Linked DNA regions of Mus musculus: all the other regions are linked to region 6. Evidence: chromatin contacts called from public ChIA-PET, HiChIP or PLAC-seq, Micro-C and promoter capture Hi-C data. All regions are on one chromosome and are shown on one strand. The core of a region is the stretch at or near the end of the contact, and the rest is flanking DNA. Distances in the headings are between cores, read along the strand shown. Region 1 holds the start of E230001N04Rik (a long non-coding RNA gene). Region 2 holds the start of Pi16 (peptidase inhibitor 16). Region 3 overlaps Gm36199 (a long non-coding RNA gene). Region 4 holds the start of Fgd2 (FYVE, RhoGEF and PH domain containing 2). Region 5 has its middle 33 kb from the start of Fgd2. Region 6 holds the start of Stk38 (serine/threonine kinase 38). Region 7 holds the start of Pim1 (proviral integration site 1).

Region 1 (3,040 bases), core at 277-2,776, 490 kb after region 6:
TAGGGCTCCAGGTGGTGTTGAGGGTCTGCTATACACCCGGCTGTGCTGCACTTCTGTAACCTCGCCCCCCATGCCCTGCCCGCACTCTCCGGAGGTAGAGGTATGGGTGGTCAGAAGTTCAAGGTCATCATTACATAGCAGTTTGGTGCTAAGCCTGTATTTTGAAAAGCTGACATTAATAGCGCCATTGTATCTGCTGGTGAGGCTCTTTTCTGATTGGATCAAGTAAAGAGCATTGCCTAGATAGCTAGCTCCCTCCACCCCCATATTTTTTTTTAACTTTTTTTTTCCCCAGTCTATGTAGTAGTCCAAGAGCTCGGCCTCAACTAGAGATCTTCTTGCGTCTGCCTCTTGAGTGCTGGGTTCAAAGCCACCATACCTGGCTTCCCCAAGCATGGGTGTCCAAGGCACATGTATGGAGGTCAGAGGGCAATTTATGTAAATCGGTGGCTCTCGCCTTTCACCTTGTGCGACCTGGGGATCGAACTGTGTCGGCAAGCGCCTATCATGACTTCCGAGAGGCCTCTCTCCCGAGCCTTATCAGCTAAGGGATTTGAGTCTTCGCTATTCCCAGTGAAAAGCCCCCTGCGGCCCGACCGATTCCGGTTCTAATCCCAGGAGTGTGAGGGCTTCGAATTCCACAACCAGCTTTTCTGTGTTAGTCCTGAAAGTACTGGCAGCAGGACTGGCTCAGAGAAGGTGCCGATCCTAGCGCTGCGCAGGGGACAGCTCGCCATCAGTGTGCAGCGGAAAAAGCTTGGGGGGTGAGGGGGGCGCCCGTTCCTCACAGCGGATCCCATACTCCCCGCGCTTACCCCTGCCGGGGAACTCGAGCTGAGGGGCCCCTCTGGCAAGCTCATGACCCGCGAAGGCGTGGGGACCAGAAGAAGCAGTACGAAGCGCGGGAGCGGGCAGCGCCCGGGAGGAGGAGCGCGGGGCGGAGCGCATCGCCCAGCTTCCCCCGCGCCCCCGCCTCTCGCATCCGGCGGCGGCACAGGATGTTCTTTCGCTCGGGTCCCCCGCCCCCGCTCTCACTTTCTTCCCCGCTCCCCTCCTCCACACGCGCCGTGAGCCGCGCCCCGAGCCAGCACCTTGCTTAACCCCTTCCCGCCCGCGCCTAGGGCGCGCAGCGAGTCTGGGGTGCCCGGGTAGGCGCAGGACTGCGCCCACCAGGACAACGTCGAGGGTGGAGAGTATGGTGGTCTTCCGAGGACCCAAGCCTGCAGTCTCCAGAAGCCCCCTAAATCGCCAGGGGCGGTTCCCGGGGACCCAGGCCCGCACTCTCGCGATCTTACGCTAAATTGCCAAGGGCAAGCGCAAGGTGGGCTCTCTCGTGGGCGCAGACCGGTGTGCTTAGCTATCTCCGGCCTAAGGAACGGGGGAGTACCCAGCAACCTTAACCTCATCTTCCCCTCCAGGTTGTGCTAAGGCGCGGCTCACAACGTTTGAGAGGATGGAGAGAGGCCACACCCCCTCGATTAACGTCACTGTTTCCAAGGCAATCGGAGGCGGGGCTGTAGACAAGCGGACTTTGGGGACTATGGCTTAATAGGGCTCCAGGACAGGGTGCGGCTGGGCTGGGGGCTCGGCGGGGTGGGACGTTTCTGTCTTTGCTTTTTTATTGACTCGCTTGATTTTTGATTCAACAGATATTTATGCTTGGCGCCATTCTTAGGGACTGTTTTTCTCTCACCAAGTCTGCGGTTCACAGGTTGTCACTAAGCCGGGTGGAGTGGCCATGCACCCAGGATATGATCCTGGGATAGATGTAATGCCTTTTTATTAAATTTACTGTAGGGGGCTGGGGCTCATGTGCTATAACGTGCATCTGGAGATATGAGGGCAGGCAATTTGTGGGAGTTGGTTCTCGTCTTCTACCTTGTGAGACCCCAACTCATGTCAGGCTTGGCGGCACCTTTATCCACTGCGCTATGTAATTATTCAGTGTCTCCTTTCTCTTGTCAAGTACCCCAGAGCGAGCACTAATCAGTGAAGACTTGGTTCTCTAATTCATGGAAGGTCTCAGCTATTCAGGGAAGGAGGACAAAGTGTTCCATGCTCACCACGTACCAACTCCTTCCCAGCATTTTAGGTCTTGTGATCTTTGCCCTGTTGTATTTCTGGTGCCTTTTACAGCCTAGGAACTGAGTCTGAGCTCTCAGAGGACCCTAAGCCCGATAGCTAAGTGTTGGAACCAGGACCCTAAGCCAGATAGCTAAGTGTTGGAACCAGGTTGGGACCCAAGCCTGTGGGTATGAAGCCTGGCTTCATTTTTAGACTATAATTAAATGGTATCAAAGAACAATCCTGCCCCTAACCCAGTCATGAAGGAGTTTACAGCCTACAGGGAAACGGGGGTGGGGGGTGGGGGTGGGGTGAGGATACCACAGAACATAATTAAGCAATAAAACCTAGAACAGGTTGGAGGCTGTTTAAAAGGATCAAAATAGAGTTGAGATTGTCAGAGCCTCTCCCGTGGAAGGTGCATTCCCAGGTAGGTCAGGAGGTGGGAGGTGACTGTAGGATCACAGTACCTGTGTGTGTGTGTGTGTGTGTGTGTGAGAGAGAGAGAGAGACAGAGACAGAGACAGAGACAGAGACTGTTCCTGCAAAGAACACCTAACTAGTGGCTCAGCCATACAAAGGCTTTTTTTTTTTTTTTTTTTTTTTTTTGACAAGATCTCTAGCCCAGGCTGATCTCAAATTTTCTATTTAGCCAAGAATAGCCTTAAACATCTGATCTTCCTGCCTCTATCTCCGGAATGCTGGGATAACAGGTGTGTACCTCACATCCCCACCCCACCTCATGGATGGAGGGAGCTGGGGTCTCCTTCATGTTTCTCCATGTTTGGCAAGCATTGTACCAATTTATTCATGTCCACAGCCCCTCCCCTGCGCCTTCTGCCCCTGTCTGTGGCGCTGTACCACAGGAGCAGGTATGTCAGCAGCTGCTATCTTTTCACTCTGTGCCCCCAAGTGTTTGAAGCTTAGCACAAACTCCCTGAGGGTAACTTTAATGTCAGCGGCTCCTTCCTCCAAT
Region 2 (3,205 bases), core at 670-3,169, 310 kb before region 6:
CCTCTAAGCTGAGTCTACGCCTGAAGTCCCAGCGGGACTTACAGTTTGTGGTGTTGCAACCTCTCTCCCTAGAAGTAGGTCTGTCCACTCTGTCCTTCAGTAGTCCTGGTCACTAAGCCAGAATGAAAGCAAGAACCAAGAACCCCAAGTTCGTTAGTCACTCAGGGAGTGTGGCCACTGTAATCAGTGCCACAGGTAACTGGGTCCTGTGGGACATGGGAAGACTGTGTAGGCAGACTGAGGGTGGAGATAGAGATTGGGCTAAACGACCAGGTGCTAACCAGGTGGGGGACACCCTGAGCAAAGTCACCAGGGGCAGCAGGGCTTGCTCCATCTGTGGCGAGACCACCACCACCACCACCACCACCACCCCACCACCCCGCAGGTAGAAGTGCTACTTAGTATCTAGGCTTCTAATTTGTCTGCAGTTCCTGGTTGCCAAGGGCAACAGGAGTGGTGCCGTGATCATTTCCCACAGTCATCCAATCTGACCTGAAGGGCAAGGATGTCAGTACCTAACTGTCCACCAGGAAAAGGCTCCCCACAGAGTCACCAAGCCCCAGGGGACAAGCTGAGGCTAAGAGCTAAATGTCAGGATCCCTGGTTCCCTGCTGTATTTCCCAGGTGTGACCTAGCCCTTAGCTCAGGGGTTCCTGGCCACTGGAGGGTGTCTGGGAGTGGGGTGGACCAGTCAGACTTCAGAGAGGACAGAATGGGAGTGATTCTAACTCTTATCAGCTGAAACCAGAGCAGACATCCTGCCTCCACCCTGCCATCTGATAATAAATGTTCTTTTCGCCAGATTGGCCACCGGCACCCAGCCTCGGCCTCCACTGTCTGTGCATTCCTCTCACTGTTGTGTAGATAATTTGTATGTGTGTTATATATGTGCTTTTTATATTTCACCGCATGTAGTATTACATGTGTGCGAGTCAGCCCATGCGTGTGGGTGTGCTTGTGACCCCATTTTACCGACGAGACACTGAGAGAGTCCACATGGTTACAGGATGCGCCCCAAACGAGACCGGGTTTTGGAAAGGGCACCTAAACTGTGGGCCCCAAAGTCCTTCAGGCTTGCTCCCTCCCCCTCCAGTGTTTTCTGGGCTCATCTGCCTCTTCCTCTTCCCTCCAGGACACCCCATCTTGAGAAGAGTTGAGGAGGAGGCCACTGCTGTGTGGGGAGCCAGGGCTTAAGCTTGAGCAAAGTTCCCTCTGAGCCTCAGTTTTCTCATCTAGAAGATGGGGCTGATAATGGGGACCAGTGCATTATACAGCACCAGGGACTCTGTCACTGACCAGAGAGGAAGGAGTCTTGACAGAGCATCCCCACGGGGAGGCGAGGAGAAGGACTGTGGCAGGCCTTGCCTCGCACCCTTCAGGCCCAGGAGGTGGCCCCCAGCCACACTCACCATCTGCAGCATATCTGAGGCTGGCGGGGACACCTGGGCACGGTACTGGTTGTGAAGATCCACCATAGTTTGCTTCTCGTCCTCTGTGAGGGCTGTGGTGGGGCCAGTGGCAATCAGCAGCAGCAGGAGGAGCAGTGGCGGCGGCAACATCACCCACGGGCTGCAGGAACCGTGCATGGTGGCCAGCCCTCTCTGCCTCTCCTGATCAGGGGTCTGGCAGCTGGACTTAAAGTCCTTCCCACACAAGCACCACCCTGGCTGGGGTGGGGCAGCAGGGGCTGTGTCTGGAGGCCCAGCCCGGCTCACACAATGTCTCCAGGAGGGCTGGGTGCCTTGGGTCTGGACCAGAGCAGAATCCACTCCCCTGGAGTCCTTGGCAACAGCCTCCTTTTCTCTCAGTAAAGGGCTCAGGCCAAAGGCTATATGAGCTCCACCATCCCTCCTGAGGGGGACAGATCCTCAGGGGACACAATTCCAGAAGCAGCTGCAGCGCTGTGCTGTGGCATTCAGTCACTACTAAGTGCAGAGGACAGAACAAAGAAGGAACCTTACAGACCTGCCCCTACAGGATTGGGTAAGATGAGGAAGCTGCCAGTACCACGGAAAGAGCAAGGGAGGGAGAGATGATGCAAGGGTCATGACAGCAACATTAAGTGCCCACCCCAGGTCCTCTGCAAGAGCAGCAGGCGCCCTTGATTGCTGAGCTGTCTCTCCAGCCCCAGGAGAGCCTTCTAAACAAGAGGATGAATATCCACAGGAACAGGAAAGAAGTCAGGGGGTGTGGAGGTCTCTCGTTTGTCTCAGACAAGTTCTTCATTATGTAGCCCAGGTTAGCTGCTCTCTAATTGCTATGTCTCCGCAATTATATTTATTTACTTAATGTATGTGAGTGCTCTATCTGCATGTACACCTGCATGGCAGAAGAGGGCATCAACTCATTTGTAGATGGTTGTGATCTACAGATGGTAGATGCATGTATAGATGGTGTTCCTATCATGTATGTGGGTACTGGGAATAGAACTCAGGTCCTCCAGAAGAGCAGCCAGTGCTCTTAACAGCTGAGCCATCTCTCCAGCCCTCCTCTCTCCCCCTCCTTCCCTCCTCCTCCTCTGTTTTTAAAAAGATGTTCTCTAGAGGACATGCCACATGGAATTGAAGTCCCTGGCAGCACACATCTATGAGCACTGGAGGGGGAACAGCTTAAGAGTGAACAAAATTTATGTAGCGTGTAATTATTAAAAAAAAAAAAAATCGGGGGCTGGTGAGATGGCTCAGCAGTTAAGAGCACTGACTGCTCTTCCAGAAGTCCTGAGTTCAATTCCCAGCAACTACATGGTGGCTCACAACCATCTGTAATGGGATCTGACGCCCTCTTCTGGTACTGTCTGAAGACAGCTATTGTGTACTTAGATAAAATAATAAACTTTTAGGGTGGAGCAAGCAGGTCAACTGGAGTGAGCAGGGCCGACCAGAGCACAGAGGTCCTGAATTCAAATTCCCAGCAACCACATGATGGGTCACAACCATCAGTACAGCTACAGTGTACTTATATACATAAATAAATAAATACATACATACATACATACATACATACATCTTTTTTTTTCCCCCTGAGACAGGGTTTCTCTGTATAGCCCTGGCTGTCCTGGAACTCACTCTGTAGACCAGGCTGGCCTTGAACTCAGAAATCTGACTGCCTCTGCCTCCCAAGTGCTAGGATTAAAGGCGCTTGGCCTGGCCCAGGCTAACCTTTTTTTTTTTTTTAATTAGATATTTGTTTGTTTTCCTTCTGATGG
Region 3 (2,841 bases), core at 136-2,635, 440 kb before region 6:
ACTTGTATCTTTTAAACACAAATCCTTTTCTTACTCTAAAAAACATATTGTCTGTGCACCACAGGCATACCAGGTGGCCTCAGAGGTGAGGCAAGAGGACAGAAACCCCAGAAGTGGAGTGATGGATAGTTGTGAACCACTTGATTGATATGGGTGCTGGGAACCGAACCCAAGTCCTCTGCAAAAGCAGCCTGTGTTCTTAATGACGGAGTTATTTCTCCAGACCTATGTTTAATTAAATTTCCTTTATTAATTTATTTGTTCTGTTTTTTTGAAAGAGGGTCTTCCCACCCGTTTGTTTCTTTCTTTCTTTCTGCACTCCTACCCACACCCACCCCACCCTTGTTTCCCAACATCTATCTCTGTGTAGCCCAGGCTGGCCTGGAACTTAAGAGACCTGCCTGCCTCTGCCTCCCTCTTCTGAGTGCTGGGATTAAAGACGTGCATCAACACACCTGGCCTATTTTTGTTATTTTAAATCACGTGTTTGCATGAGGAGGTCCCTTGGAAGTCAGTCTTGCGATGCCCTGGAGCTGGAGATTGTGAGCAGCCCAACTGGTGGGTGCTGGGAAGGAAACAAACTTCAGGTCCTCTGCAGCCGCAGTGTACTCTGGACCACTTGACTCGGGGTCCCCTACAACCTTATACAGTTTCCCAAGAGCTTAATCTGCAGCGAGCTACCGCACCCAGTTTGACACGTGTTGGAACCCCCAGTTAGATTTCATTCCTCGCCTGAACCCAGGGAAACAAACGGTAGCTTTCTTGCTCTTGAGTCAAAAGCGCAGCCCTTCGATGACCTGGAGGAGAATCCAAACTTGGCGAAAGGCCTCTGTGTCTCTTTCAGGCCACAGTCTAAAAAAAGCAGCCGCCCACCCCGCATGCCCTCGTACCCCCCACCCCCAACTAATGAACTATATCTAATAGCCTCTCTTGCAAGAGTCCTTTGAGAAGGAGGCGGTGCTTGGTTTTGACCTCATTATCCACGCATCCCCCACCCCACCCCTTCTGGGGCAGGTACATTCCTTGCATTCCAGCCTGTAGGAGCTGCTGGGACGTCGTTAACCCCGGGCGAGCCTGGGAAAAAGCGGCCGACTGCCTCCGAGAATCCTCGGGGAGCAGGCACGAGATAACGAGAGGTGACGAGGTCAGCCTGGAAGCCCCTTTCATCTTTTCAGCCCCGCTTCCAACTCGGACAAAAGGCTCTGTCCAGGGGTGCCAGTACCCCTCGGTTTTATTTGATGCTTTGGCCCTGGAAGGGGGCTGGGAGGCCTGATCCTGTCTGGATATTGTTTTCGGGGAGCGAATGTCTCGCTCACAGGATGTCCTGGACCCCTGGGGGAATGCTAAGTGGAAGGCCGGGACTAGAGCAAAAGAGACCACCCAGCTCCTGGGAGGAGGGTGTGAAGGGCCTGAAAGGAAGCAGCCGCCAAACAGAGTTCACCATTTAGACAGTCAGATTAAGGGCGAGGCCGGGAGGCCACAGCGGAACCCGGCTAGATTTTGCCGCCAAAGTGAGAAAGGGGGAGTTGGCTGGGAGGCCTGGATACTGGGGATGGAGTGGAGGGGGGGCTATTCCTCCACCAGCTTGCCTCTTATCAACTACCTCAGTGCTTTTTCCACTCTTAGAAGGGTGCCCTGAGGTGCTGGGGGCACACTGGGGGAAGGGGAGGGAAAGTGTGTTGCCAGAGTGGGAGTGGGAGGGGCGGGCGGGGTTATCACTTCCTCTGTCCTTTCTCCAAGTTTCTTCAGCCATTGTGCCTTGTCAAACCAAAATTCCCCACTAAAAGTCAAGGGAGAGAAGGCGCCTGCCTGGAAGTAAAGGTCGATGGAAGCAGGGGGGTGGCCATTAGGGGGCCAGCGGAGCTACACTGGGGTATTTTGTCCCTATAACAACAAAAGACAAACACACACACACACACACACACACACACACACACACAAAATGAAAATAAAAGATTTGAACTGGCCAGACAGTGGTGGCGCACGCCTTTAATCCCAGCACTTGGGAGGCAGAGGCAGACGGATTTCTGAGTTCGAGGCCAGCCTGGTCTACAGAGTGTGTTCAAGCACAGCCAGGGCTACTCAGAGAAACCCTGTCTCAAAAACAGCCACAACAACAAAAGCCTTTGAAAGTTAAGGTGTGGGTGATGGCCAGTGCCTTTATTTCCCAACACATACAGTTGGGGAGGGTGAGGTAGGCAAATTGAAAAGAGTGGAACCCATTGTGATGGTTACCCCATGCTGCAGAATTGAGATCCCTAAGGCACGGGAAACCTCCCTTGGAAGTTCATGGCCACAGACTGACCACTCTGTACTTTGACCTTCAGCTAGAAGGACCTAGCCCCCAAAGATGTGCGTGCGCATGGTACATCTATGACAACACATAAGTAAATGTGTGATTTGGGGGCTAGAGAAATGGCTCAGCTGTGAGACGGATTCTTCCAGAGGACAAAGGTTCGATTCCCAGCACCCACAGTGGCTCACAGCCATCTATAACTCCCCTTCCAGGGGATCCAGTGCCCCAGCACACACGTGATGCCCATTCATGCAACCTAAACATTCATACACATAAAAATAAATCAAACAAATACATTTAAAACATGTGGGAGCTGGAGGGATGGCTCAGTGGTTAAGAGCATGTATGGCTCTTTAGCAATCAGGCACATCCAGACAGACGAAAGTGACTCCGCAGTAATCAGGCATCTTTACAGCTAGCTTTCCAGGGACCCAGCTTTCGCGCTCCCCCTTCCCCCCATGTCCACTTCTGCTCGCACCACATCCCCAGTAAAAGTCCTCCCCCCCCCCACAATCTACTCTGTGTCCCTCCCCTTTAAGAAAAAA
Region 4 (3,079 bases), core at 436-2,935, 350 kb before region 6:
CCAGACATAGAAAATGGAGTTCCTTGGCCTCAGGGCCTGCAGCCAGGGAGAGGGGGTTGGGTGAGAGGGTGCTGAGTCTCAGGTTTTTCTCCTGTACATTTGGTTTCAGCTTCTGCATTTCTAAGCACTCAGGCCTGTGCCTGTTTCCTCTCTAGCCCTCAGTTTCAGATCAGCTAGGCACCAAGGGCTCCACAGAGAGACGCCTGCATGGTCCCCTTGCTCAGAGCCTGACTCTCACACTCCTGACCACGCTTCTAGTGACCCACTCCTCTGTATGGCTACTCTACCTGCAAGGTGCAGCCAGACACCACTCAGTAGCCCAAGGGCTGGCATCTACATGAGCCTACGCCCCCTCCAGCATGAGTGTGGTGGGCCAAGAGGGCGGTGGGAATGAGCTGTCCCAGGTGCTGAATAGGATGCACTCAGCCAAGCTCCTGGAGAGGCAGAGTCAGGCTGCTCACCCAGGAAGTGAAACTTCTGCAGGGGTGAATGTGGGCTTCCACGTGGAGGCCCCAGGCACCTCCTGTGCATGGCCTGCAGGCCCACAACACAGCGTGGAGGCCTTCCCAGGGCATCTAAAGCCTGTGGCCTGGTGTCTCAGAAGGACGGAACTTTGTATCACAAGTAGAAATCTACCCCTGCATCCTCCACAGAACTCTAGGCACTAAGCTTTGTTCTTGTGGCTCCCGAGGGCTGGGGACTCTGGTGGCAGACTCCTTATCTTCATGTAAGAGTGCTGCTTTACCCAGCATCTAGCTGCTGAAGGCATGGGGACTCACTGTGGTGTACCCGGGTTCTGGAACCCTCTACAACAATCCAGGGCTCAGCCCCTCCCTCCACCTGCCCCTCCTCCCCTCGTCTCTCAGGTCCCCACAGCTTCCCCCTAAGCCTCCTGAGGCCAACCTCTATCTGCTTCCAGAGGACCAAAGGCACTCCCAAACCACAGGCCTGCAAAGCGGTTTCATGTCTCACACTCACGCCCCTCCAAGGCCACTCAGGACCCCTCCCACTCCTGGCTTTGTCTTTTCCCTTCAGACACAAGTGCCAGCACAGCCCCAAAATTCAAAGAAGCTAGTTCCTGTGTCCCCTCTTCTGTTCTCCCTATGATGGGAACCAAACAAGTCACACCCTAGGGCCATCAGAGTAAGCCCTGAGGTATAGAAAGGAACTTAGGAGAGAGGCCTGGTGAGCATGGCTCTGCTTTGTCCCAGTCAGCCACATTCCATCTGTGTCCCGCCTTCCTGTTCCCATTTGTGTCCTGGTGTGAGTGGGATGTGTGTGTGCATGGATTGGAGATCTCCCATGCTCACCCTGTCCAGCTTACTACCACAAGAGCAGTGGTTGCCTGTACTGCCAGGCACCCAGGATGGAGGGACCCCAGGTGCTGCCCCAAAGTACCAGATCAGATAGAAGGGCTCGACCCCTCCCCCACCATCTGTACCTGTTGTTCTCAAACACAGCCACCAGGTTGCACACTGAGTCCTGCTTCTCACAGGCTCGCTCCATCCTGCTAGCCTGCAAGGTGGTCCTCAGTTACCCCAGAAGCAGGGAGGGAGGCAATAGGCTGGTGCCCTCAGCACTCCCTGGCCAGCGGGTGAAGCAGGTCTACCACAGCCTGGAATCTGCCCATCGCTTCTGACTGCCTTGGGGCAGTTCCTATCTTCAGAGTGAAAAAAGAGGAAGTGGTCCCAGTAGCTTGGAAGAGAGGCCAGCACTCCCTACTGTGGGAGGAGCCTGTCAAACTCTCCTTGCTGTGGGAGGAGCCTGTGAAGTACTGCCCGGCCCTCTTGGCATCTGACCTTTACCTCTCAGATACTTCTACCCAGTCCTGTTAGAGAAGGCACGGGCTGTGGCAACAGTGGTCACAGGACGTTTCTGGAGCCGGATCCTGGGATGAGCAGCTTCCTGGATATCCAATTCTCTGCATGGGGGGAAAGGGGACGGCTCAGGGATGTTTTACTTAGTACCATTCTCAGCATCTTCCTTGCATCTGGCGCTGTGCACTGCTGATGGAAAAACAGCTTTTAAATTAAAATGGACCACAGGGTTGGGGATGTAGCTCAGCTGATAGAGAATGCTTGCTTGGCATGCGGGAAGCCCAGGGCTTTATCCTCAGCACTGTAGAACTGGGTATCATGGCACATGCCCATGGCACCCACTTGAGAGGAGAAGTCCAAGTTCTTCCTTGACAACGTAATGAGTATAAGACCAGATTCGGCTACGTGAGACCTGTCTCAAAAAAAAAAATGGGGTCGGATGGGGTGGGCTTTGAGATGGTTCAGGGGTAAGAGTACTTGTAGCCAAGCCTGGCAGCTTGAGTCTAACCCTGGAGCCCCACATGGTGGAAAAAAAATAGACTTTTCCTTTCTTTTTATTTACTTTTATTTTTTATGTGTATGAGTGTTTGGCCTGTGTGAGTCTATTATACCACATTCGTGCCTGGTACCCACAATGGTCAGAAGAGGGTGTTGTGGGAATGGGACCTAGGTCCTTTCTAAGTTCTCTTAACCTCTGAACCAATTCTCCACCCAAAATGCAGACTCTTTCAGGTTGCCTCTGGGCTCCAACCCACACACACTGTATCTCTTGTACTCCTACCCTAAAAAAAACATCTAAAGCTGAACTGGTGGTGGCACACACCTTTAGTCCCAGCACTCGGGAGGCAGAGGCAGGCAGATCTCTGAGTTTGATGCCCACTTGGTCTACAGAGTAACTTTTTTTTTTTTTTTCAAGACAGGGTTTCTCTGTAGCCCTGACTGCTCTGGAACTCACTTTGTAGACCAGGCTGGCCTCGAACTCAGAAATCCACCTGTCTCTGCCTCCCAAGTGCTGGGATTAAAGGCGAGCGCCACCACGCCCAGCTCCAGAGTAACTTTTAAGACAGCTGGGGCTACACAGAGAAACCCTGTCCGGAAAAAAAAAAAAAAAGAAAAATAGGGCAAACAAAACAAAAAACCCCACAGACTGTGAGGATATGCAGGAAGGGGTCCTGTGGTCCCCAACACCTCTTTGGATGCTTTTGTCTTAATGATGTTGATATTTCTCTAGTGGCCCGGGTTGGAGAGCCCCTATGGGTTAG
Region 5 (3,145 bases), core at 115-2,614, 390 kb before region 6:
GCACGGAAGTGGTGGTGGATTCCCAGAAGCCCCACTCGAACTTTCCTGTCAGGGGAGTCCAAGTTCCTCCTTCTGGGGAAGGAGAAGTGGCAGTTTCTCCTGTGGGCTTTCAGTTTCATTCTAAGAAACCCGAGTGTTGAAGGAAGAGAAATTGTACTCCAGGGGTTTTCCCAGCTAGGCTCTAACTGAAGTGCACTTGCTGGGGCCTCTGGGTGGGCCTGGCACAAGAGGAAGTGAGCTGTGTTCTCTGGGGCCATTCCAGATCCTCCAGGTCTGCTCCCGGTCCCACCAACACACTCAGGGGCTACTATAGGAGCTCATATCCTGGACCCTCAAAGTTAAGCTGCAGTCTCTTTCTCCAGACTTTGCTGACAAAAAGCAAAATCTAATCAGAGCAGAGACAGAGAAATCCCTGTAGCTTCTGGTCCTGACCTAGAACCACTTATGACTAAAGAATATACACCGTTCCTACCATCTCTCTCTCTCTCTCTCTCTCTCTCTCTCTCTCTCTCTCTGTGTGTGTGTGTGTGTGTGTGAGAGAGAGAGAGAGAGAGTGAGAGAGAGAGAGAGGTCTCAGGAAGCCTACATTAGCCTCAAGGGGAACCTCTGAAGCCCTAAACCTCCTCTGGCCTTCACCTTTTTAAATGCGGGACCACAGGCAAGTACCACCACTCTCAGTGCTGAGGGTCCAACCCAGGGCTTCCTGCATGTAGGAGTCACTGTCACCAGCTGAGGTACGTTCCTTCCTTACCTAGAGTCACAGGATTTTTTTTTTTCTTTTGAGACAGGGTTTCTCTGTTTAGCCCTGGCTGTCCTGGAACTAGACCAGGCTGGCTTTGAACTCAGAAATTTGCCTGCCTCTGCCTCCCAAGTACTGGGATTAAAGATGTGCCCTGCCACTGCCCAGTGAGTCACAGGATCTTAAGAGAGCTCACCTGGGCAACAAACAGCAACTTAGAATGGCCACCATTGACTGCAGGTGGCAACCATGTCCCAAGCGCTTCAGACTCACTTCCTCTTATAATCCCCACAAAGTGTCCGTGAAGAAAGAGACAGAGTCGTCATTTCTAAAGCTGGGAGCCTGTCTTGGGAGGAGACTCTTCCCTCAACAGGTTCTGCTTAGAAAGTCTGCTCTCTCTCTCTCTCTATTCTCCCACACTTGCAGCCAGATGTGCAGAAGGAGCCAGCATTCCAGCTGTGGACACCTTCCAAGTCCTAAAGCCTACCCGCCCTAAGGCACTTAGGCTTGTCACCTTTTCTATTTCCAGCTCACGACATTATTTGGGGGTTTCTACTATGCCAACACATGTTTTGATGACAGCTGGGGATTCCCCCAACCGTGATGCTGTTTCCCTTCAAAAAAAAAACATTTGCCTGAAGGTCACCGGCTGAATGACTCAGGCTGTTGTGGTAGAGCATGCACAGCTGTGGCGGTGGTGGGGTTAAATCGGAATTTCAGATAAACAGCTTTGGGGAAATGTCATAATATACCATTATTATTCTTTTTTCTTTGGAGTGTTTATAGTTCACTAATGTCCTGTTTTTGTTTTTAAAAGTAGGCGATCCTTTGCTCTCGCACCTGGGGCACCAGGAACCCCACCCCCTTTAGCCCCATCCTCGGTCTCCCACAAGGCTCTGCGTGGAGGAGACTCATGCTCATGGACCTTTGAGTACGGCCAAGAGCTTAAGTTCTACAACTTTCCAATGTCAGGCCTGGCTTAGGAGCTCAAAAGGCATCTACAAGCTCAGCTCTACAATGGGACTCTGAGGTGGACAGTCATACCCCAGATCTGTGGGGTTTTTTCTGGCCTAGTGGCAAGCCAGCCGGAAGCCACACCCCCACCTACCCTGTACCCACAGTGTTGGGTGTTGACACAGACTCCTGCGTACTTTGATGGGGTTTCCCTCCAGCATATACTGGGATTTCCTTGGAAGAGTCTTAAAGGGTACACAACTGAATCTCTGGTCACAATGCCCCAGGCCACTGACAGGTCTGCAGCCACAGCAGGGGAGGGGTTAGTCTTGGTTCCACAATAGAATAGTATCTGATAGGCGGTTAGCACTCTGATTGGCGGTGTGAACCTGGGATAGTGGAGCCTAAAAAACCAAGGGGACTAAAGGCTCATCCAACAGCCAGTTTTAGAGCAGCAGACAAGCTAAACTCTGAGTCACGTGAGTAAAGTGTCCAATCACATGGTGGGCGGTGCAGTCGCAAGCGTAGGGTAAAGTGCTGCTTGTCCACACGTGGCAAAAGTGCTTTTCCATGGAGGCATATAAACACATAATAGCCAGCTGTAATAAATAATCTGAAGTAAACGCGCTCCTATCTGCTACATCTGTGAGGGGCACAAAAGTACCTTTTCAAGGACAACTCCCTGTGTTTGAAGAAATCAAGTGTTCTCACTAGCACTCAGAACTCACCTCTCAGGATCCCGTTCTCGCACCATGTTCCAATAGTAAGAATGGAGTTATTAAGTATCCATCTAATGTTAACTGCACAATCATAGCGTGGCTGTGTAAATTATACACGTTGTGGTTGTATTTAAATATAGGGTCTACCAAAGCATTTGGACACTCGCTCAGGCCCTTTAACATCCCTGGCAGCTACCCAGGGGTTATGGGGACCAACCACTCCTAGGACCAAGAGTATGATAGGGGTGTGGGGGTGAGGGTGACCCTCAGCTGCAGGAAACCCTCGACTGAGAGGCATACTAGACCAAAGAACAGGAAAGGGTCTCTGGGAGAGTCACACAGACCAAAGCAGAGCCTGTACAGTGACCTGAGACGGGACTGGGGAATCCGGCAGGGCTTCAGGGACACGTCCAGTCCCATTCAGGAGATGGAGTTGGGGGATACATAAGCGCTTCCTTCTGGGTGCTCCTAGCTGGTTAGGGTAATGAGCAGGCGCCTTAGAATTCTGCCTGCTGAATCAGCCACTAACCGGAAACCTTTGAAGGAACCTCTCAGGGACCTGGGGGACCTAAGTAAGGCCCTGTCTTAGTTAGGGTTTCACTGCTGTGAACAGGCACCATGACCAAGGCAACTCTTATAAGGACAACATTTAATAATTGGGGCTGGCTTACAAGTTCAGAGGTTCAGTCCATTATCATCAAGGCAGGAACATGGCAGCATCCAGGCAGGCATG
Region 6 (2,997 bases), core at 410-2,909:
AAATCTGCCTGTCTCTGCCTCCCAAGTGCTGGGATTACAGGTGTTTACCACCACTGCCCGACTCTCTGTATGTTCTTAACTGCTGAGCCCTCTACCCAGCCCCTATAGTCTTAGGGGGCTATTTGTATGCACACAGTGAAAGCACCAGGCCAACGCACACCAGTGCCTGAGAAGCACCAGGCCATTGCACATCAAGCCCCATTCTGGATCTGTGTTGGAAAAAGTACTCAGAGTCAGCTGATGAGCGTTGCCCTGTGGGGAAGAGGAAAGGGGGAAGTAGCAGCAGGCACCACTACCCCTGCTTGGGAATTTATTTTCAAATGAGAGACATGATGTAACCCACATCAGGACTTGAGAGGCTAAGGCAGGAGGATTTCGAGAGTTCAAGGTTTACCCTCAGCAACACGTTGTTTGTGTTACCCTGAGACCCTGAGCTACATAAGACTGTCTCAAAAAAATTTTAAGAGGCAAAAAAAAAAAAAAAAAAAAGTAAAAAAAGTATTAGCAAGATAATGAATTCAATAATTACAATGCAATTAAAAACAAAATCAGCCGGGCGGTGGTGGCGCACGCCTTTAATCCCAGCACTCGGGAGGCAGAGGCAGGCGGATTTCTGAGTTCGAGGCCAGCCTGGTCTACAAAGTGAGCTCCAGGACAGCCAGGGCTATACAGAGAAACCCTGTCTCGAAAAACCAAAAAAAAAAAAAAAAACCAAAAAAAAAAAACCAAACCAAAATCAAAGCGGGGGTGGTGGTGGTGGTGGTGGTGGTGGTGGCGGTGGCACACACCTGCTGTAATCCCAGCACTTGGGAGGCAGAGGCAGGTGGATTTCTGAGTTCGAGGCCAGCCTGGTCTACAAAGTGAGTTCCAGGACGGCCAGGGCTACACAGAGAAACCCTGCCTCGAAAAACAAAAAACAAAACAAAAAAACATAAAAGAAAAGGGAAAATCAGAACACTTACTAGGGGCGGCTTGGGAAGTGACTAACAGGAGGGAGCTCTCTTCTCGCTTGCTCCCAGAGGACTCCTTTCTAGGGAGCCATTCATCGTTTTTTCAGGACTTTAAAACTTTCTAATCGAGGGCACTGGGCTCAGTTCTCTGGAAATCAATGAGAGGCTTTAAGTTGTGCACAATGGAGAGGTGTTAGGTGTGAGAGATCACCTGATCCCAAACAAAGGCACGTTAATCCTTTACAATAACGAAAAATAGGAAGGGCCACGGGTTCCAACAGACTTATGGCCACAATGATCTGAAGTCAAGGAGGATGGGGTAAAACTCAGATTAAATTTCAGAGAACTAAAGACATCATCCAGCGAGTGCACGCCAAATGCTAAATCCCCGTCACGGTAGTTGATTGCATTGGTTTAGTTGATAGAGAGCCAATGTTAATTTCCGGGTGCAGAGCCCGGTGCCTTATGTAAGACCTTGAGGGAAGCTGGGTGGGTGTTGGCTTTTACGGAACTTCCAGGTTTTCGTTTTGTAACTTCTGGCGAGTCTATAATTATTTCAAAAGAAAAAGTAACATAACAAAGGCCAGCTAGTCCAGCCCATCACAAAGCCACCAGGGAGCCCGCCCCGCTCTGCACTCGTAGGGCCTCCTCGGCTAGGCGCAGTCGGGTGAGGGGTGAAATGTGGGCGGGGCGCCGCCGCGCACGCGCAGTCCCGCTGCCCGGCGAGCGCCGCTGGCGGGGGGCGCATGCGCAGTCTCAGCCGCGGCGGCCCCTCTCCACAGTCTGAGGGGGTACCGGGGGAGCCTTGGCCCCTCCGCGCCGCCGTCTTTTCCGGCAGTTGGGGTTCTTCCTTTTGTCCTGTCCTGTCGCGGATCGGCAGCTGCGCTCATTCGGAGTCCCCGGCGTGTCGCGGTCGCTCTGGAGCCGCCCGCACGTCGCGTCTGCGCCGTCTCTGTAGCCGTCGGCCCCGCGCCTCCCTCCCCCCTGGGTCTGGTGAGTGTCTCCCGGCCGTCGCCTCAGGCTTGCCGCCTCGTCCGGCCGTCCCACAGCTCCTGTGCACTCCAGGGCTCCTGTCAGCGTTCTCTCTGTGGTCCCCAGAGCCCCCTTGTCCGTCCCTCTCTTTCTACGCCTCTGTCCTCAACCGGGACAGGCAGCCGCTCCCTCCTTTCCTAGTCGCCAGCTTTGTGTGTCTGCTGCCACCGGCTCGTCCCCTCTGACCTCGGTCAGTACCACTCTGCACCTTAGGATGAGAGAACCAGAGGGTGTCTGCACTTCGAGAGCTCCCCCCACCCCGGGGTAGGTGTGGGACCTTGGAGGCTGTCCCCCTAGTCCGCGATCAGGGGGTACCGGGCTTCCCCTCACCTTAAGATCCCCGCCCGTGGACTGCAGACTGTTAAAATTCGAGAAAAGGGACCGAGCTGGAGGACAGGGAAAAGTGGCAGAAGAGTCGGAGGAAAAGTGTGTCAGAAAGCGCATAACGGCTGCTGCCAGCGGCGCCCTGCAAAGGACCCAGAGACATAGGGGAATCTTGCTCTTTTTCAAGATGAATAGGAAGGTCAGCGGCGTGAAGTAGCTTCACTGCTTCCTCTTCCTTCAGCTCACCTTGGCTGTGAAGTAGCCAGTACATACGGTTTCCCTAAACAAAAAAAACAAAACAAAACAAAACAAAAAAAAACAAACCACATCGCTGCAAGAATAGCTCCCTGCCCCACCCCACCCAAACATCAGATAGCAGCTTCCTCCTAACCCGATGGCTCTGTCCTCAGACTCTGGACAGCACACCAGTGTACACACACACCCACTTCAACATCAGGCATGTTCTCCACTCCCGGGAGTGGACTTCACAAATGGAGCATTTTGTCTGAGATGGGGTCTGAATGTGTACCTATGCCTGGCCTGGAATTTGCTTTGTAGACTAAGGTGGCCTAGAACTCACGGAGATCCTCCTGTCTCTGCCTCCTAAAGGAATATGCCTCCACAGACCAGCCCACTTGTGACTTGTGACTTTACTTTTCTTTCTTCCTTCCTTTCTTCCTTCCTTCCTTCC
Region 7 (3,055 bases), core at 478-2,977, 480 kb before region 6:
AAGAACTACCTTAAAACTCCCCCACAAAACAAAACTACAAAAGAAAAAAAAAAAAAAAGAAAAAGAAAAAGAAAAAAATCAGCACCAATGTCTCCCGCCACCAACGGCTCCACCTCCTACTGGAGGGAAAAGTGGGTCATACTTTAGAAATCTGGGCTACAGCCGGCTACCCACGACCTCTTATTCACCGGGAAAGCATGGAATTTAATAAATTCCTGCTGAAAAGAAAAACAAGCAAACACCAGCAGCAACAACAAAAACAACAACAACAACAAAACCCCAATCACGCCAGAAATGTTGCAGGTTCGTTCAACCAGCTCGAAATCCCCGGCTGTACTATGCCGGGAAGCTCGCCTCTGCCCCACCCCTGCCAGCTCTGAGCCAGGCGGCCCAATGACCTTTACAAAGGGCCGGAGCCGAGGCCGCCAGAGGCTTCCAGGCCGGCACCTTGGGCAGCTCCCTCCCCGGGGCCTGGCTCACCATCAAAGTCCGTGTAGACTGTGTCCTTGAGCAGCGCCCCCGACCCGAAGTCGATGAGTTTGATTTCGCCGCGGCTCAGGTCGATTAAGATGTTCTCGTCCTTGATGTCGCGGTGGAGAACCCCGCAGTTGTGGCAATGCCGCACGGCCTCCAGCACCTGCCAGAAGAATCCTCGGGCCAGGTCCTCCTGTAGGGCTCCTCGTTCGGTGATAAAGTCGAAGAGGTCTTGCACCGGTTCGGGCCTCTCCAGGATCAGCACGAAACTATCGGGCCTCTCGAACCAGTCCAGAAGTCTAATGACGCCCGAGAAGTCCGAGCTCACCTTCTTCAACAGGACCACTTCCATGGGCACTCGGGTGCCATTGGGCTGCAGAGTGAGGGCGAGGGTTAGCGCGCCGGTTCCGGCACGCCCGTCGCCACCCACCCACCCATGAGAGGGTCTCTGGCTCCGGCTCACTCACCAGTTCTCCCCAATCGGAAATCCGGTCCTTCTCCACGTGCTTAATGGCCACCTGGAAGAAGACCCCCGAGTCTCCATCAGACCCTCCTGCTCAAAGCATCCCTCCGCGCGCCCTCCCCGAGGCGGCGTTGCCCACTCACCGGCAAGTTGTCGGCGACGCGGATGCCAGAGTAGACCGAGCCGAAGCCACCGCTGCCCAACAGCGGGCCCACCTGGTACTGCGACTCCAGGGGCTCCTTCTCTTTGCCTAGGAAAGAGGCACGGGACACTCAGCGCGCTCGACCCACGCGGGGGTCTCCCGGCGTCCCAACGACCCGCGCGCCCAGGGTGGGGTGGGGACACTCACCCGGCGCCAGCTTGGTGGCGTGCAGGTCGTTGCAGGGCGCGGCGCGCAGGTGGGCCAGGGAGTTGATCTTGGACAGGAGCATCCCCACCTCCAGGGTGTCGGTGCGGCGCCGGTGCCGGGACGAGCAGCAGCGGCGGCGGAGCGAGCTGGGGCTGAGCCGACGGCCGGGACTCAGACTGCGGGTGGCGTTGCGGCTCTGGCTGCGGCTGGCGCGCAAGGCCGAGGGCGAGTCGGAGGACGACTGAGGGCGCTGGCGGGGCTGGCCGCGGGCGGGTTCGCCGGCTGGGTCAGGCAGTGCGGGAGGCGGCAGGGCGAGAGGCGCTGCGGGACCCAGGGCTGCTGCTGACTGTGACTGCTGCTGCTGCTGCTACTGCCGATCCCGCCGCCGGCACTGCCGACTCCCCTCCAGCCTCCTCCGCCGCCACGGCCGCTGCTGCAGACGCCCGGCTCGCCCCGCCGCCAGGAGTAAAGGGGCGGAGCGCGCCGCTGGGGAGGGCGCGCGCGGCGGGCGGGGACGGGGCGGGGCCTCTCCGGGAGGCCGAGGTGGGGAGCCGGGCTGGCTCGGCGGCGGAGGGCGGAGAGGGGGCGGGGAGGCGGCGGGACCAGGGCCGCTCCCCTCCGCTCCGCCCCCTCGCGGCTACACCCCTCTCCCCGGCCCCGCCCTCGGGCGCGGCTTCAGCCAACCAGAAGACGCCCTATTTGCATAAGGCGTTGCGGGCCCCGCCTCTCGCCTCGCGGTCAGAATGGTCGCTAACGCCGCCACGACGTGGCGGGAAGGAAAAGGCGCCAAAACGGAGGGGGAGGGGCGCTGGGCGTGCAGGGAGGCGGGAGCTGGGTGGCGCGCGCGGGCGGGGGAGGAAGGATGGGGAGGGGCGTATCGATTCAAACCCAAACAATAACAAAGCCATCAAAGGCCGCCCGAGGCCAGCTCTGCCGGCTCTGTGTTTCCCGGAGATTTGGGTTGTGGAGGGGGGTCGAGGATTGGAGCTGGAGCGTAGCAAGTTGTGAGAAATGGAAGGGCGTTGGTGTGGCGGGCGCGGAAGCCATGAGTAGGGACCGCGTGTGTGTGGATGCCGACCAGGGTGGTCCTCTGGTGTGACTCAGCCCGGAGACCTCCAAGGCTGCTGGGGCGGGTTGACGATGTTATGTGGGCTAGATCCTGGGGGTGATGATTGTGTTTTTGGGGGCGAAGGCTGTGCAAGACGTGAGTCACCGGCATTTTGCACACCGAGGCCAGTCACAGGCCTGCGAGGAAAAGTGGGGGAGACCTGGGATGCGAGGAGCCGGTGACAAAGATTCTCAATTTAGAAATGCAGAGAGAATTAGAAGGGACCCGGGGTACCTGATCCCCTCGGTCCATGTCCGAGCGCCTGAGAGAGGAAATCACGACACAAACGTTAGCTTTCTCTTGCCAAATGCTGCCTCAGCCCCTTCTGAGAGGGCGGGAGGAGCAGGAAAATTCCTGATCGCGGGCGAGGGTGGGAGGGTGCCGCTGGGTTTAATCAGAGGTTGTTGCGGTAGTTACCTTCTCATCAGCTTGGTATTAGCAGTCAGGCGATACCAGATATTATTGGCCCCCACCCCAGCCTTGTCTCAAAGGAAAGTCCCCACATGCACGTGGAAATACCACGGAAAGCTAGCCGAGTCCGCTTTCATCTTTTGTCCTTTTGAACTTCATGGAGAGTTGATAACGACGTGTGGAAATGGGTAAACTCTCATTCTGTGTAATCCATATAAACTGAGATACTGGTGGCCAGAGTCATGGACAG

The links. Promoter capture Hi-C pulls out the DNA fragments that hold promoters and counts their contacts. Hi-C and Micro-C count contacts between places; a contact is called where the count stands out from the background. ChIA-PET counts read pairs in DNA pulled down with a chosen protein or histone mark. HiChIP or PLAC-seq counts read pairs in DNA pulled down with a chosen protein or histone mark.
Region 1: a contact with region 6 is called in an HNF4G HiChIP or PLAC-seq map of pancreatic cancer cells. The contact joins the promoter of E230001N04Rik here to the promoter of Stk38 in region 6. A contact is called at or near these places in 1 of 39 promoter capture datasets (cranial neural crest) and 2 of 115 datasets of contacts at active chromatin or transcription factors (memory CD8 T cells and pancreatic cancer cells).
Region 2: a contact with region 6 is called in a promoter capture Hi-C map of pre-B cells, with 2.3 times the contacts expected there. The contact joins the promoter of Pi16 here to the promoter of Stk38 in region 6. A contact is called at or near these places in 1 of 39 promoter capture datasets (pre-B cells) and 1 of 9 other capture datasets (adipose tissue).
Region 3: a Micro-C map of embryonic stem cells shows a contact between it and region 6, with 5 times the contacts expected there. The contact joins the enhancer-like site here to the promoter of Stk38 in region 6. A contact is called at or near these places in 2 of 484 Hi-C or Micro-C datasets (embryonic stem cells and spermatogonial stem cells), 3 of 115 datasets of contacts at active chromatin or transcription factors (embryonic stem cells, extraembryonic endoderm stem cells and pancreatic cancer cells) and 1 of 9 other capture datasets (adipose tissue).
Region 4: a contact with region 6 is called in a promoter capture Hi-C map of pre-B cells, with 8 times the contacts expected there. The contact joins the promoter of Fgd2 here to the promoter of Stk38 in region 6. A contact is called at or near these places in 9 of 39 promoter capture datasets (the C10 cell line, the HPC-7 cell line, embryonic stem cells and 6 more), 3 of 15 datasets of contacts at CTCF or cohesin (embryonic stem cells, large pre-B cells and pro-B cells), 2 of 484 Hi-C or Micro-C datasets (B cells and pro-B cells), 6 of 115 datasets of contacts at active chromatin or transcription factors (the 230-238 cell line, the HPC-7 cell line, T-cell acute lymphoblastic leukemia and 3 more) and 2 of 9 other capture datasets (embryonic stem cells and liver).
Region 5: a contact with region 6 is called in an RNA polymerase II ChIA-PET map of memory CD8 T cells, with 46 read pairs. The contact joins the enhancer-like site here to the promoter of Stk38 in region 6. A contact is called at or near these places in 1 of 39 promoter capture datasets (liver), 1 of 484 Hi-C or Micro-C datasets (B cells), 4 of 115 datasets of contacts at active chromatin or transcription factors (bone marrow-derived dendritic cells, bone marrow-derived macrophages, memory CD8 T cells and 1 more) and 1 of 9 other capture datasets (liver).
Region 7: an RNA polymerase II ChIA-PET map of memory CD8 T cells shows a contact between it and region 6, with 105 read pairs. The contact joins the promoter of Pim1 here to the promoter of Stk38 in region 6. A contact is called at or near these places in 1 of 39 promoter capture datasets (pre-B cells), 2 of 484 Hi-C or Micro-C datasets (B cells and embryonic stem cells) and 7 of 115 datasets of contacts at active chromatin or transcription factors (the SCID.adh cell line, T-cell acute lymphoblastic leukemia, astrocytes and 4 more).

Annotation. Positions count from the first base shown.
Region 1 is chr17:28,521,142-28,524,181 of GRCm38.p6, reverse strand. E230001N04Rik (a long non-coding RNA gene) reads right to left here and starts at 1,526. Exons shown (of 2, transcript XR_385504.4): 1 at 816-1,526.
Region 2 is chr17:29,317,596-29,320,800 of GRCm38.p6, reverse strand. Pi16 (peptidase inhibitor 16) reads right to left here and starts at 1,919. Exons shown (of 7, transcript NM_023734.3): 1 at 1,410-1,919. The coding sequence starts at 1,586. Gm46603 (a long non-coding RNA gene) reads left to right here. Exons shown (of 4, transcript XR_003952339.1): 4 at 1-1,017.
Region 3 is chr17:29,449,700-29,452,540 of GRCm38.p6, reverse strand. All of the region lies in intron 2 of Gm36199 (a long non-coding RNA gene), which reads right to left. It also overlaps a transcript of Gm26885 not described here. Among named protein-coding and RNA genes, the nearest start is that of Gm36486, 14 kb to the right of the region's middle. Within about 2 kb of position 1,385, at least 120 of the 459 cell types and tissues checked have an H3K27ac peak or open chromatin away from gene starts, as enhancers often do. A contact at or near this core is called in adipose tissue, embryonic stem cells, extraembryonic endoderm stem cells and 1 more, where this site is marked.
Region 4 is chr17:29,359,520-29,362,598 of GRCm38.p6, reverse strand. Fgd2 (FYVE, RhoGEF and PH domain containing 2) reads right to left here and starts at 1,685. Exons shown (of 16, transcript NM_013710.4): 1 at 1,442-1,685. The coding sequence starts at 1,506.
Region 5 is chr17:29,392,495-29,395,639 of GRCm38.p6, reverse strand. No RefSeq gene overlaps it. Among named protein-coding and RNA genes, the nearest start is that of Fgd2, 33 kb to the right of the region's middle. Within about 2 kb of position 1,364, at least 158 of the 459 cell types and tissues checked have an H3K27ac peak or open chromatin away from gene starts, as enhancers often do. A contact at or near this core is called in B cells, bone marrow-derived dendritic cells, bone marrow-derived macrophages and 3 more, where this site is marked.
Region 6 is chr17:29,006,657-29,009,653 of GRCm38.p6, reverse strand. It overlaps Stk38 (serine/threonine kinase 38), which reads left to right and starts at 1,659. Exons shown (of 14, transcript NM_134115.3): 1 at 1,659-1,943.
Region 7 is chr17:29,489,457-29,492,511 of GRCm38.p6, reverse strand. It overlaps Pim1 (proviral integration site 1), which reads right to left and starts at 1,727. Exons shown (of 6, transcript NM_008842.4): 1 at 1,287-1,727; 2 at 1,081-1,187; 3 at 942-992; 4 at 481-847. The coding sequence starts at 1,368. Gm26885 (predicted gene, 26885) reads left to right here and starts at 968. Exons shown (of 4, transcript NR_168683.1): 1 at 968-1,335.